Regions from separate parts of the Gossypium hirsutum genome. Here region 1 is linked to region 2. The links are chromatin contacts, called in public Hi-C maps. All regions are on one chromosome and are shown on one strand. The core of a region is the stretch at or near the end of the contact, and the rest is flanking DNA. Distances in the headings are between cores, read along the strand shown.

Region 1 (3,138 bases), core at 263-2,762, 77 kb before region 2:
GGATATGCCCTACGCATGGAGCACTTAACACTCAATATATTCCATTTAGGATCAAACTTTTTAATTTTCTTAATTTCTCACTCTTAAATTAAAATGCCAACACGTACCTAATTTATTTATTTACTGATTTTGATAATAAGCTAATTTATTTATTTAAATTCAATATTAAGTACTAATTGACTTTAAACCTCATTAGACTTGCCTGATTAAGAATTTTATTTTGGGAGGTAGAGGATAAAAGAAGGATTAAAGCATGCACCCATTTCATGAGAATTCAACATATATATATTATTTTTCTTTTATTTTTTGTTTTCCAAAAAGAAAATTAAAATTAACTAAAAGTTGTATCAAAGTGGAAATCACCTAATTAGAATATAGATGTGGTTTTAAAAATAACCTATCATAAATAATGAAGCATATGGTTTGAAACTAATTAATAATAATACACGAAATATGTATAATATTTAAATAAAAAATTATATTGAATTGTGAGTAAAATGAAATTAAAACACATAAATACTCAAATTAAAAATACTAAAAGAATACAATTATTTATCATAGTGTTGTCATCAATCCTAAGTTGATGTTCAGTTAATTTGAGACACCAATTCAATCAACAATATTATTAATAAAATTAAAATAAAGCATCGGTTGAGTAATAAATTTGTGGTTTTCATATACCAATTGGCATAGAATCAAATTTCACCAAATGCATATATTGTTTATTTTTTATTAATAAAAAGGCTAAAATACCATCAAATAATATAACTTATTTTAAATACGAAAAGATATTTTGGTAGTTTCCCTAATCAAGTTTGTGCTTGGTTTACTTGTGACACCAACTCAGTAAGGGGTTTAAATAACAATATAGATATAACTTATTTTAAATATGAAAAAACATTTTGGTAATTTTTCTTATGGAGTTGGTGCCATGTTGACTTGTAACACCAACTCAATTAAGTGTTTAAATAATATTATAGATATAAAAGTATGCATAATAAGATTAAAATATATAAAAAGTAAAAATAAAGTATTAGTTGAATGATAAATTTAAAGTTTTATTAATATAATTGGTATGAGTTCAAATTTTATTATATGTATATATATTATATTTAAATAAAAAATACTAAAATAACTTCGAATAATATAATTTATTTTAAACACGAAACGAAATTACGAGAATTCCTCTAACCAAATTACAGCCTACACCTCTTAAATCACATCAATTTTGCAATTCACACGCTATAAATTCCAATTCAGCGGTCACAATTAATTTTACCAAAAAAAAATGATATCAAGAATAATATATATTTATTATTTATATTAGACTATATTGCAATGATTTAAATATATGTTGTATAAATAACAGTATTAAATTATATTTAATTTTTCGAAAAGAATAACCAAAAAAGAGAATATATATATATAATTAACGGTCAACTTTGAGGGGTGAGTGGCGTAGAAGAAGGCACAACCATTGACAGCGACATTGAGGGTTGATAGATTCGGGAAGTTGAATGCGACGTCGTCGTTTAGGACAAATTACTCTCGACAACGATGCTCACTTTAACCTCTCACTTTCTTTGACCTCAAATCAAATCCCACCACTTTCTTTTTATATACTGGTTACAAAAATAAAATTAATTATTTTTCATGTTTTATAACCAATTTTTTATAAAATTATTAAATAAAAAGATCAATACACCTTAATAAAAAATATAATTTGATTTTTATATGAAATACAAATTTAATATTTTCATAATTGAATTGATATTTAATTGATTCATAACATCAATCTAATAAAAGATTTAAAATAAATATAAATAATTTATTTTTACAAATAATATAAAATTCATTTTCACACAAAACTTTTGGTTGGCCTGGTTTTAGTGTCATGATCTACGAATAAATTCAATTAGAAGACAAAGTAGAAGATATATATATATGATAAAACTTGGCCTATAATTTTATTCAAATTAGAAAAAGAAAAATAATAAAGTAAAAACAAACCCTGAACTAGAAACAAAGGCCCATTAAAAACCCAATCCGTCCTACAATTCTAAAGCTTAAACGAGCCCAAACTTTAAAAAATACTCATTTCAAAACAAAACCCTAAAGAAACTACCCCGTAGCCAGTTTCCATTTCTGACGATCCCTCTTCTTCTTCAACAATTTGTCTCTTCAAGCTCTGAAAGATAACTGTCAACCACGTCAAAACTCTCAATTGATCCAAGGCATCTCTGAAATGAGCGATTTTACTCGCTATTTTAGTTACTCTTTTACTAAAGAAACTTTGGATCTCAAATGCCTTTCCATTTTCCTATCATTTTCTTCTCTTAAAAAATAGAAATACTCTTTCTTCAACCCCTCAAATCTATTGTTTCCTTGTATTCAAATTTGTAAAGTTCCTTAGATTTTACATAATCCCTTCAACTTCCTCCTCTTCCACCTTGTATGTCAACCTTGACGGCCCTAACTATCGAACTAAAAAGACCAGAAGCCAAATAAGTATTCTCGCTCTCGATCAAACCTTCTTTTGCAAGTATATGAGCCACTTTGTTTGTTTGTCTCCTTGCATGCTTAAATCTACAACTAACAAAGTTGCTTCTTAATCTTTTAGCATCTAAAATATAAACCCTGATTTCATATCTATCCTCTTCCTCACTTAGTATTTTTTTAATAATAGCTAACACGTCGCCATCAACTTCAACTCTTAAAAAGCCTGACTCTGCTTCGAATCTAACCGCCTAGACAAATGCGAGTGCCTCTGCTGTAAACGTCGTCGGTATATGCTCGTTATTGTAAGCTTTTACTTTTAAAATATTACCAAAAGAATTTCTGATGACGATTCCTGTACATGACTTTTTATTTTGTTTACCAAATGCAGCATCAAAGTTGATTTTAACATTCTTTCCCTTCAAAGGATTCTAGTGTTCTTTTTGTTGTTCCAATAGGGTCGGAAGCGTGTAAATTATTGTACTAAAAAATCACACAAAGTTCAATTCCCAGGGAAGAGAGGTGGATCACATGGATCTCTTAAATACCAAGTCTTTCCTTAGACAGAATATCCCTTCTATAGTAATTTAATAGCACAATTAAATACTACTATTATACCCTCAAATATTGAAAGAAAAATAG
Region 2 (2,830 bases), core at 58-2,557:
AGGCTTGACTTAATTTTGGCTCAGTCTAACCCATAAACACCTCTACCTAGACTCTTTATAAGCATGTTTTCTTTTATGGATGACAAAAAACTTCCTTGCTTGAATCTATTTTGTTTAAATGTAATGTCAACCTCGATTTAATTCAATTGATTTCTATTAGGAGTACAATAGTGTTTTTTTAACATTATAGAAAAATAGTTAAATTTCAATTTTAATATTTTTTATTAGGTTTAAATTTTAATTTTAATTTTTATACTTTAATTTTTAATATAAATTGATTTCTATTTTTTATAATAATATTGATTAGTTTAAATAGTTAATATCATTAAATTTTTTATTAAAATGTTACATAATTTAGGGTACACGTGATCTCTTATTTTTTGGAGTTTGTTTTGTTTCGTTTTTTTAGGCATTATTAGACAATAGTCAAACTTTACTAGACTAAAACATGAAATTTCATCTATATACTTGATATTTTTGACATAATTTGGTCCTGTTATTTTATAATATCATTAGTTAGTCTAAATAATTATATTGTTAATTACTTCAATCAAAATATTAACATCATTTCTATAAGAACACTATTCGAACAAAATGTTAAGAGTTATATTATTAACATTTTTGTAAGTTACTATAGAACAAAAGGGTACTAGAAAGCATTAGAGTTTGTGTTTTGAGAAGCTGTCTAAAATGTTTAATAATAGAGAAAGTTTAATAAAATAAGCTAGAGGATTAATGAAGGGAAAAGGAGAAGAATTAAGGAGAAAGCACACTCTTCATTTGCCCTTTTCCTGTGTGATCCGCATGTTATACAAATGGTGTTGTCCACTTCACCTCTATTTTCGAAGGTTTTTATTTTAATTTGTTCAATCTTTAAGTTTTTCTTTAAAATGAATTTATAGACTCTTTAATGAAGACGAACTTGTACTAATCTTGTTGATTATTTTGTAAAATTCCACTTGTATGAATCCTATTTTATGGAAAAAAAAACATAAGTGATATAACATGGATTTAAAATGACTCCAAGCTATTTTAATTGTCATTGTCTTATTGACTTGGCGTACCTTGCCGAACAAGTACTAGGGAGGAATTCAAACTTGTTAATTGCTCGTTTCTGCATTTATTACATGAAAGTTGAAATTAAGTACTTTTAAGAAAAATGAAAAAAAAAAGTCATTCTCACAACAGGTGGCATGCATTTAAACCGGAATGGAACTTAAAATAGTGGAGGCTCCTTCACCAACCAGCAGATATCTGGCAGAGAAAGCATTAAACGTTAAACCAGGCTCAGCTCAGTGGGTGGTGCCTTGCCTCGTGGGGGTGTGGGGGCAACAAAAGCCACAGCTCGGATTTAATTGCATATCGATAGGACTCTTTATCTACCCCTATTTATGAATAAGCTGATGAGACAATACATTGAAAGAGAAAGCCTCATTTAATGGATTTAACTGTAAATCAACACTATTGCTTTCACATTGCATCTCATCTGGATTTTGTCAGGATGGATGGGCCCTTTACTCCACAATTATGATGTTACATATCTATTTCTATTCAACAAAATTGGGTTTTTCCTAATGTTGACAAACATTTGTATGTTAGCCGTTTCTTTGTAGCTTCATTGTAGATAACGAATTCAACCTACGTATCTTTCCATTTTCTTCACCATTTATTCAAATTTACATCAATAACTGTTACATAATCTCATTTATTATAATGGGAGTGACTGAATTTTGGTGTCACTCTTAATTCAGTAGGTATTTAGATTGTGTTTTTAATTTTATTGTTTGATAATGGATAAGTTAATTTAGTTAATTGAATTTTAGCTTGATTGACATCGGTATTTTTAATGGAGGATGTGAGTTTAAGCGTGTCGAAGCACATTTATCCTCCTATTTATGATTTAGGTAAGGGTTATGAATAATTCTAAGAATTGTATAGAAAAAATAGATAAGTTAGTTTAAAACATTTTTAGCACTTCTATACAAATGTGAGCAAATATGTAGTTAGTGAGCCATTTATAGATCTAAGGGTATTTAGACTTTTTAATTTTTAGAGCAAACTACATTATTGTCTCTAAACTTTAATCGAGATTACGTTTCAACCACATAACTTTTTTTTTTGTAACGCCTCAAAAATTTAGGAATTTAATTGTGAGAATCTATAGTAATTAAATTATTGTATGTATGGTTCTGTGCTCTGCTTTTGGGTCTAAAATCTGGAGTTTGAGTTGCATTGCTAAAAGTTTTGCTATTTTTAAACAACCCTTATCCATGTGTTAGGTGGATAAGTGCAATTCTTGATAAATCAGTGTCAAGAATAAGTTTAATGGTTCACTAGTTAAGTATCTGTCTGTATTTTGTCTAGTTTCGAGTTTGAATCCCATCGTACGCATTAGGATTTTTTTTTTGCAAATGTCGGAAGGGGTGGTGGTTAATTTAAAACATTCTAAGAAAATGTTATCGTTCTTTTTATTTTTTCTAAAATTTTTGTTCTTTGTTTTCCTATTCTTCCTTTTTTTTATTTTTTTTCATTTTTCTTTTATTTTTTCTTCTTTTTGCAATTTATTTTTATGTGAATCAGGAAGTCTTATTGTCTGTAAGGCTGATATTGTGTAAGTTCCGTTGTGATTTACTTTCGTTTGTGATTTCCATTGTGTCAACACTTTTCCTTCGAAACGGGATTTTGCTCGTTTACTTGACGTTCTGTTAAACACTCGATCGGTTACTTTGTTTAGGCAAGGATATTGCAGGATACGTTAATCCACTGTGTTAGCTTGATTTCTCCTATTTCGTGCGAGGTGAGTGTACAAATTGAGTTGAAATTGCATCGA

The links. Hi-C and Micro-C count contacts between places; a contact is called where the count stands out from the background.
Region 1: a contact with region 2 is called in a Hi-C map of leaf, with 2.7 times the contacts expected there. The contact joins two enhancer-like sites. A contact is called at or near these places in 3 of 34 Hi-C or Micro-C datasets (all in leaf).

The regions. Positions count from the first base shown.
Region 1 is chrA10:16,402,740-16,405,877 of Gossypium_hirsutum_v2.1, reverse strand. No RefSeq gene overlaps it. Among protein-coding and RNA genes, the nearest start is that of LOC121208764, 12 kb to the right of the region's middle. Within about 2 kb of position 1,512, at least 3 of the 9 cell types and tissues checked have an H3K27ac peak or open chromatin away from gene starts, as enhancers often do. A contact at or near this core is called in leaf, where this site is marked.
Region 2 is chrA10:16,326,213-16,329,042 of Gossypium_hirsutum_v2.1, reverse strand. No RefSeq gene overlaps it. Among protein-coding and RNA genes, the nearest start is that of LOC121207941, 7.8 kb to the right of the region's middle. Within about 2 kb of position 1,307, at least 1 of the 9 cell types and tissues checked has an H3K27ac peak or open chromatin away from gene starts, as enhancers often do. A contact at or near this core is called in leaf, where this site is marked.